Regions from separate parts of the Podarcis muralis genome. Here region 1 is linked to region 2. Evidence: chromatin contacts called from public Hi-C data. All regions are on one chromosome and are shown on one strand. Each heading gives the region's core, a stretch centred on a gene start, on an enhancer-like site or on the middle of the called end of the contact. The rest is flanking DNA. Distances are from core to core; before and after follow the strand shown.

What was found. Hi-C and Micro-C count contacts between places; a contact is called where the count stands out from the background.
Region 1: a Hi-C map of tail shows a contact between it and region 2, with 2.2 times the contacts expected there. The contact joins the promoter of NF1 here to the promoter of LYRM9 in region 2. A contact is called at or near these places in 2 of 3 Hi-C or Micro-C datasets (blood and tail).

The regions. Positions count from the first base shown.
Region 1 is chr15:37,250,980-37,255,370 of rPodMur119.hap1.1, reverse strand. It overlaps NF1 (neurofibromin 1), which reads right to left and starts at 1,963. Exons shown (of 57, transcript XM_077919455.1): 1 at 1,639-1,963. The coding sequence starts at 1,698. It overlaps LOC144325652 (a long non-coding RNA gene), which reads left to right and starts at 2,193. Exons shown (of 2, transcript XR_013390851.1): 1 at 2,193-2,345; 2 at 2,652-3,958.
Region 2 is chr15:36,999,010-37,003,630 of rPodMur119.hap1.1, reverse strand. LYRM9 (LYR motif containing 9) reads right to left here and starts at 2,635. Exons shown (of 4, transcript XM_028708635.2): 1 at 2,536-2,635.

The DNA of each region.
Region 1 (4,391 bases), core at 714-3,213, 250 kb before region 2:
GGAAATATCCAGATAAGCCACATCTTTCTTCCTTTAAGAGGAGGAAAATGCTGGACTGCATCCAGCTACTTCTTTATTCCATTCAAGGAAGACCCATTTTCCAGTTCTCTCTTGACTTAAACATACACATCCAGCCCTCACAGAGTAGAACTCAATTGGTACAGTTGCCAGCATCCAGCTCAGTTGGTTAGAGTGTGGTGCTGATAATGTTGCAGATTCGATGTCCTTAAGGAACAGCTGCATGTTCCTGCATGGCAGGGGGAAGGACTAGATGATCCTCAGCGTCCCTTCCAACTCCCGTGCCATTTCCAAAGAAAATGAATCCAGCACATCCTTAGAAAGGGCCAGTAAACTCCATCCCACAAGACTGACGAAAAGTACTCTGGTACCTTGCAAACTGGCAGGTTTATTGTGACAGAAGCTTTCAAGGACCACAGCCCACTTTTGTCATATGCACAGCCACCTCTAGACCACGAAAGCTCCTGCCACAACAAACGTTTTAAGTATTTGAGGTGTCATAAGTTTATTTTATTGCAAACCTAGAGATAAAATGCAAAGGCATAACAACAGCTGTTTCTCATCTCCCCTCAAAAGTCACACAGCCCGTTGGTACCACTGATAAAGTGACACCCAACTAGATCAGCTACTGCTCTTCAACTCACCTCCAGGATGCCCTACTACAGCTGTTACTCAAAAGAACAACAACACACAACTCCAGTTCATCTCTGGCGGGGCAGAGGGAAAAATGGGCTCACCCCACTTGAAATGAGCTTTAGCACATCATCCGCACAACTCAAAGCAGGGTGTGGGTAGGGTTCCTAAATGGCCAACACCAACTCTCATCCCTCAAAGACCCCAAGATCACAGTAAGCAACAACCATATATACAATTCCAGAGCAAACTTGATGGGGGGGGGGAGGGGAAAGATGGGATTCATGCCCACCACAAATGTGCATGTTCCACACTCTTTATGTTCATGTATAGCAAGAGATGGGACTCTTCCCCCCCCCTTTAATCAGTTTGGGTGTGTATCGCCTGGGAGATCTGCAAGGATGCTTTGCATCCATAAACACACACACACTGACTAAAAGGCACTAGCACATCCCTAAAGGGTCCCCATCTCCTCTCCCTGAAGAAGACCAGAGAGAGTGAGGAAAACGTACGCACACTTTTCCCTTGCATGGCACCCCAATTCCTCAATCTTTTCCCCAGGAAGCTTTGCCTTCCCACCCAGCCACCCCCCCCCCAAAAAAAAAAAAAATCACGGCATCCTTTGAAAGGAGCAGAGGGAGTTACCTCGCAAAGGCATCCTCCCTTAAGAGGTTGTGGGTTCTCCTTCCTCAGTGGTTTCTAAGCATTTGTCAAAGGATGCTTTAGTCGAGATTCCTGCATAGCAGGGGGTTGGACTAGAGGACCCTGGGGGGCCCCCTTCCAACTGTACAATTCTAGGATCCGACGACGACACTTTCTGAGGGGGAAACGGGCCCCCTCAGAAAAGACACACACATATATAAATATATATGCATTCGTCCCTGCTTGGAACCCCCCCCAAGGGCCTTCCAGCCCTTCCCCCAAAGGGCCCCCCCACCCTATGCCGCCTCCCCCCCCCACATATCCTGCAGCCCACAGGGCCGTTACCTGCTCGTCGAAGCGGCTGACCACGGCCTGCACCCACTCCACCGGCTTGTGGGCCGCCATGTCCCGCCGCCCAGCCAGGCGGGGGAGGAGGAGGAGGAGGGTCTCGACGCCCCCGCCCCTTCTTCCCCCTCGGCTCGATCCGGCCGCCGCCGCCGCCGCCGCGCTCTCAGCTCCCCTCCTCCTCCTCAGCCATCACAGCCTACGAGCCACCATGACACCACACCGGAAGCGGGGACCAGAGTCCGCCCCCAACGCCAGCCCCGGACGCCGGGAGAGAGAGAGGGAAGCGGGGGGAGCGACAAGTGGGGCGGGGGTGGGGGGGGGGGAGAGCGAGCGAGAGAGGAGGGAACCAAGGCAAGGCGCATGCGCGACGGGCGGAGGGAGCTCGGGCCGCGACGCATGCGCGCACGCGGTGGGTGGCTTGAGGGGGGAAAGAGCTCGGAAGCCAAAGGGCAGCGGCGCACGCATGGGGAGAGGGTGGGAGAAAGCCGAGGCAGCGCGGCGCAGGCGCCGCGGGTGGGAATAAGGGCGCATGCGCACGGGAGGCGGGGAGGGGCGCGGGAAAGCCGAAGGGGGTAGGGCGCAGGCGCGGCGCGGAAATGTGCGGCAGGGGTTGAGGAGAAAACTGAGTGGGAAAGCCGACCAGCGAGCGAAGGGAAGCACTACTGCGCAGGCGCGGTGAAGAGGACAGGATGGATTGGAAGAAGGTAGCTGGGTTTATATACTGCCGGTTTTAAAAAAATCAACGCTGACTTCAGTGGGGCTGTTTTTATTATGTAATCCTTAATGATTTTAGCTTAACTGCTCGGTATTTTTTGTGTGTACGTAAATGATGAAGATATAGGATGAGATTTTTTTTAAAAAAAACAAAAAACATTGGAATAAACCGAAACCAGATGTCGAATTTAAATGTTTGTTTAATTGATGGACAAAACAGTCCGAACAGGAAGGCATTAAATGCAGCATTCCTATAACTCCTTTCTAAAATTTATGTTTTGTTTTCCATGGTACAGAGGATACATTTAGGGTGTAAAGGTAAAGGTACCCCTGCCCGTACGGGCCAGTCTTGCCAGACTGTAGGGTTGTGCGCTCATCTCACTCTATAGGCCGGGGGCCAGCGCTGTCCGCAGACACTTCCGGGTCACGTGGCCAGCGAGACGAAGCTACTCTGGTGAGCCAGAGCCGCACACAGAAACGCCGTTTACCTTCCCGCTAGTAAGCGGTCCCTATTTATCTACTTGCACCCGGGAGTGCTTTCGAACTGCTAGGTTGGCAGGCGCTGGGACCGAGCAGCGGGAGCGCACCCCGCCGCGGGGATTCGAACCGCCGACCATGCGATCGGCAAGTCCTAGGCGCTGAGGTTTTACCCACAGCGCCACCCACGTCCCATACATTTTGGGTAAACAACTGTTAAAACAACAAACAACTTCTCCCGATAAAATTAGATACTGCATTCTACAACTCTTGATTCCTCTAACAACAAAGAATTGTAGAGTTGGAAGGGACTCCAAGGGTCATCTAGTCCAACCCCCTGCAATGCAGGAGTCTCAATATGCCATTTTAGCTCTCTAGCTATTACTCTTGACGAGTTAGATGGACGTCATACAATAATAATGATGATGATGATGATGATAAACTTCCTGGTTTCCTGAGCTAGTTTATTAGGACAAATGGGGCTCTTCCCACCAATGTTGAGTCTGTTTACGGTTCTTATATTCCTTCGTGACCCTGATACTTCGTGCTACCAGTTTTGCAAATTTTATTTTTTGCCAGCTTGTCCACTAGAGGTCACTCGCTTGACGCGAAAACATTTGGTGCGTTAAGGGGTGGAGCAGAGAGGAGAAAACCAGAGTGTACTTTGCTTTCATTTACTCAACAATTCTCTGTTCCCATATTTCTTCACTGTCATTGAGACTTTAAGCTGGAAAGTTCCCCCCACTGAGCTACAATTTGCAGAGCGGCTTACAACATGCAAAAACACATAACTGCAACACAACAAAAGAAGACCGAAACAGTAAATTAACCATTAAAAAATGCAAAACCAAACAGAACAATTTCCACATAAATTGCAACAAAATAAAAGAGACAAAAAACCAACAGCAGCAACTCTCCCCTTTCCATATGCCTTTCCTTCTTGTTTGTCCTTTTTCCTGTTTTGTGAACATTAATAAATATAGCTTTTTTTTAAAAAAAAAAAAGAGGTTGAATGGAATAGATGTTGAGAAGAGCAGGTTCATGGCACAGAAGCTGTTCTTCGCATGCAACTCCTTGCCTTTCTGGACACAGCTCTCTGTTCAATAAAGCTTTCGTTGCAGGCCTAGCCTTTGCTCCTTCTGTCTTCATCATGACAATAGTACTAGGATGCTCTGCGATACCATTGCACATCATTAAGGTGTCTCCCAACTCTAGATCCAGTTCCATTTGCAGGTTCACATTGCTGAAGACACTGCTGTCTGACCACATTTTTTGTTCAGCGTTGAGCCTGATGAGGAGTTCTAGCTCACAACTTATCTTGGCTGACCCTAATGCAGGTGTTTTTACTGCTTATTCCAGCACTGGTGTTAACAAAGACTCACTGCACAATCTCAGTTATCCCACACACCCCAATAAAGAGGAGAAATACCAGGATTAGAGAGAGGCGACTGTTGTGTGTCTGTTGTGTAAAACCCTGCAGATCAGAAGTAGTCACATGGGCCTAGCTAAAACTAATGACACAGAGAGATGAACGCTTGTTGCCTCAGGCCCTTTTCACT
Region 2 (4,621 bases), core at 1,386-3,885:
GAAGCACTATTTCTGGGTTAGCGGGGTCTGTAACCTGAAGCGTATGTAACCTGAGGTACCACTGTACTGCCTTCCCATAAATTATCAGGGCAGAGTACAACAATATACTGTAAAAGCATGCTTATAAAATTATTAAAAGCTGTATAAAATGATCATTGAAATGTCTGGCTACACAAGAACAGTTTAAATAACTGCAGCTGCCTGGCGGCTGGTGCCCATTGAGACTGGTAGGATGGAAGGGAAGGAGCCAAACAGTAGGTGGCGCCAGAGTCAATGACAAGCGGAGCAAACTAAATGACAGGCAAAGCCAATTCCTTTAGTCCCTACCCTGTCCCTTGCTGAGTTCTACCAGGACAACACTGATGATATGGAGGAGGAAGATGCCTGTTGGGCGAGACAGCCTGCAAAACACCTTCCAACTCTAAAATGCATTTGAATCCTGGAAAACAATAATTCTGAAATGCAAGAATATCCAGCAAAAAAAATAGCTGAAGTCCTGAGACATATCAGCTTCTGCTCTCTCTCACTCTCTCTCCCACCTGCAGAAATCAAACGCACATATGTGCCAGGACTTGGAAGGGCTTACTGTCACCTAAAAAGCACCGATCAAAGCTTTAAATTTACCGCTCCGATTGCCACCTAAAAATTAATACATTAGTGAAAGCAGTTTTGTTTACGAGTCGCTCTGCCAATAAATCAGGAAAGCATGGGGGAGGAATGTTGGACGCCATGAGCGCACTGTGCCACAGGCTTGCACATGCTCACATTCCACAATGCCTGTTTACTGCACCTTGGTGCAATTCCATGCGCTTCCATGCGCAATCTGCCTCCTGTGGTCCGTGCTGCCTGAGGTTAAATTTGCTATTTTCACACCTTGAAGTCCAAAGGTGTGTTCCCACCCATACCCATAGCCTCCCCCCACCCCACCGAGGCAGCTGCGTTGCACCCACCCACCAGAGACACCCGCACATGTCGGATTTGCTGCCTCCAGCATTGATCAGTGGTTCAAGAGCATCAGCCGGGGAGACCCGTTCAGATCCCTGCAAGGCCATGAAGCTAATAAAAAGGTAAAGGGACCCCTGACCATTAGGTCCAGTCGCGGACGACTCTGGGGTTGCGGCGCTCATCTCGCTTTATTGGCCGAGGGAGCCGGCGTACAGCTTCCAGGTCATGTGGCCAGCATGACTAAGCCACTTCTGGTGAACCAGAGCAGCACACGGAAACGCCGTTTACCTTCCCGCTGGAGCAGTACCTATTTATCTACTTGCACTATGACGTGCTTTCGAACTGCTTGGCAGGACATGAAGCCAATAGGGCCGACCTATTGCTCCCACCGTCTCAGACTCGCCTACCTCACAGGGTTGTTGTGCGCCTGCAAGTAAGCAGGGAGCACTCTTTACGCAGCCTTGAGCTCTTTGGAGTAAAAGAGGGGTAGAAATGCGCTCAGCCCGCATTGCCTTAACTTGGGGGCTGCCTCAGCCGCTTTGCACCATGTTAATAATAATAATTTATTATTTATACCCTGCCCATCTGGCTGGGCTTCCCCAGCCACTGTGGGCGGCTTCCCAAAAAATATTAAAATACTGTAATACATCAAACATTAAAAGCTTCCCTAAACAGGGCTGCCTTCAGATGTCTTCTAAAAGTCTGGTAGTTCTTGTTCTCTTTGACATCTGGTGTCAGTGAGGGAACTGCCAGAAGGCCCTCAGAACTGGACCTCCATTGGGGGTGGAGACGCTCCTTCAGATACACTGGACCAAGGCCGTTTAGGGCTTTAAAGGTCAGCACCAACACTTTGAATTGTGCTTGGAAATGTACTGGGAGCCAGTGTAGGTCTTTTAAGACCGGTGTTATATGGTCTCGGCGGCCACTCCCAGCCACCAGTCTAGCTGCCGCGTTCTGGATTAGTTGCAGTTTCCGGGTCACCTTCAAAGGTAGCCCCACGTAGAGTGCATTGCAGTAATCCAAGCGGGAGATAACCAGAGCATGCACCACTCTGGCGAGGCAGTCCACAGGCAGATAGGGTCTCAGCCTGAGTACCAGATGGAGCTGGTAAACAGCTGCCCTGGACACAGATTTGACCTGTGCCTCCATGGACAGCTGTGAGTCCAAAATGACTCCCAGGCTGCGCACCTGGTCCTTCAGGGGCACAGTTACCCCATTCAGGACCAGGGAATCCTCCACACCTGCCCGTCTCCTGTCCCCCAAAAACAGTACTTCTGTCTTGTCAGGATTCAACCTCAATCTGTTAGCCGCCATCCATCCTCCAACCTCCTCCAGACACTCACACAGGACCTTCACCGCCTTCACTGGTTCTGATTTAAAAGAGAGGTAGAGCTGGGTATCATCCTGGGACGCCCCTCTTGCATTCTGGGGTTTGCAACCTTTGCACTGCATTCCACCCTCCCCTTCACCTCCCGATCAGTTTTACAGGCCTTCCCCAGTATACAGTCTCCAACGGCCCCCTGTGCACGAAGCACCCCAGCTCACGCCACACGCATATATGCACATTCCCTGTTGCAAAAGCTCCCTTACCAAGAAGCTGACCTCCTCCTGGCGCATGCGCGGTCCCTTTTTCCAGGACACCTCTGCCGTCGGTTCTCCGAGCAACATAGAGATAAAAAGTAGTGAAGGGACAAATCCTATTTGCTGGATACGAAGCTTCCGGGTTCTCTTTAGAAGCCGCCCTACTCAGCACACGTTTACTCAGGAGTAAATCTCAGGGAGTTCAGTGTGGATTAATTCTAGGGCAGGCACCCCCAAACTCGGCCCTCCAGATGTTTTGGGACTACAACTCCCATCACCACTAGCTAACAGGACCAGTGGTCAGGGATAATGGGAATTGTAGTCCCAAAACATCTGGAGGGCTGAGTTTGGGGATGCCTGTTCTAGGGAAGTGGGATTAGACTGTCTTCTCCTAGCAGATCCGCAGCAGATATGTAAATCTCATTCAACACACATTCCAAGCACAAAACCCGCAAAGAATCCGGGAACTAAGGTTTGCCAAGGTGCTAAGGATTGTGGCTCTATATGGAAGCGGGAGGGAAGGGATTATTGGAGGGAAATCGTGAGCTCTAAATGTATGCAGGAAAGCTTCGTATGGAGAGATCACTAAAGATATTCAGAATTTCACAGTAGCTGCTTGGGTTTAGGTCCCAGGGCATTGTTCAGCCATTACAGAATTATAGAGTTGTAGAGTTGGAAAGAGACCACGAGGGTCATCTAGTCCAACCCTCTGCCATGCAGGTATCTCAGCTAAAGCATCTCAGCTAAAGTCGAGCCTGGTTGTGGATAAATTATTATTATTATTATTATTATTATTATTATCCAGAATTAATTCTTTCTAACTCAGGTTTTATTTTGTATGGAGTCATAATCACCATCAGTATTAATAATATTTAATATAGTATTATTATTAATTATATTATTATTATTATTATTATTAACAGCAAAAACAACAATATTCTTTCCAACGGGCCTTGTTTTGTATGGAAAAAATATTGCTATGAATATCATTCTGCAAAATAAAACCTTGCTTTTTGTATTGGTTATTTATTGAGCATTCATTTAAGAAAGAAACAAAAGAGAAATAAGTACACATAGAAGGGGTTAAGCAAAACAAAATCGTCTGCTTCTTGCTATGTTTTTTGTTGTTGGTTGCAAAAGAAGTAACTACAATTCTTAGATTCTATTATCTGTGATTCTAACAGTAGCTCAGTGAGTTCGCATCAGCGAATGATCACGCTTACTCCATGCAACGAAAAGCTTCACCACAATCACACCTAAATCTTGGATGGAAAAAAACTCACTGCAACACGAATTTCAGTCCGCGCGTGGCTCTAACCTTTTTGTATCTCTGTGGTACATAATCAGCGACGGGGGGGGGGGGGTTGACGCAGGCGCGCTTCAGGCAGTGAAAGGGCGCCCTCTGGCGAGCAAGACGCGGGTCTTCTCTTGACAGCAGTTTCTGCAGGAAAATCCCGCGCTCTCTTGCTGCCATACCAAGGCTGTGTGATAAACGGTAATCCAACAGGTGCAGTTTTTCCAGTAAAGCCTTGTCTGTTGGATATCTGCCTGCAATGCCCCTTTCCAGCCATGGGAGGAATGTGGGGAGCGTTTGTGGGACACAGACATGCTAATGTGTCGTGGGCACAGTTTGGAAAGTTCTGCTCTACAAGTTAAGTGTTTGGCAACACTTAAATTTGGGGACCAGGAACAAAATCTCGCAGTGCACTGGAGGAGAGCCCTTTTTCCTTAGACTGGTGGCCCCAAAACAGGCATTTTCTGCTGTTGCTCCTGTACTAAGGGAGTGCCTTCCCCTCTGTGATACGTGAAGCAACAACCTTAAATTGCTTCTGACATTTAGTAAAAGCTTACATTTTTTATGCCCAGGCTTTCCCTAAGCCATAAGACTGGGTCCTGTTTCATGAATTTCAGTTTCATTGGCTTTTATGAAACAAATGTTTTCATAATACTTTGATGTGGTTTTTATAGTGCTGTCTTGACTCGTTTTGGGCTGTGTGTTTTTGTTCGAATGTTAAATTGGTTTGTGGCTGTTTTTCAGACTGTACACCGCTTTGAGAATTTTTGAAATATTAAGCGCTATAGAAATGCGATAAAA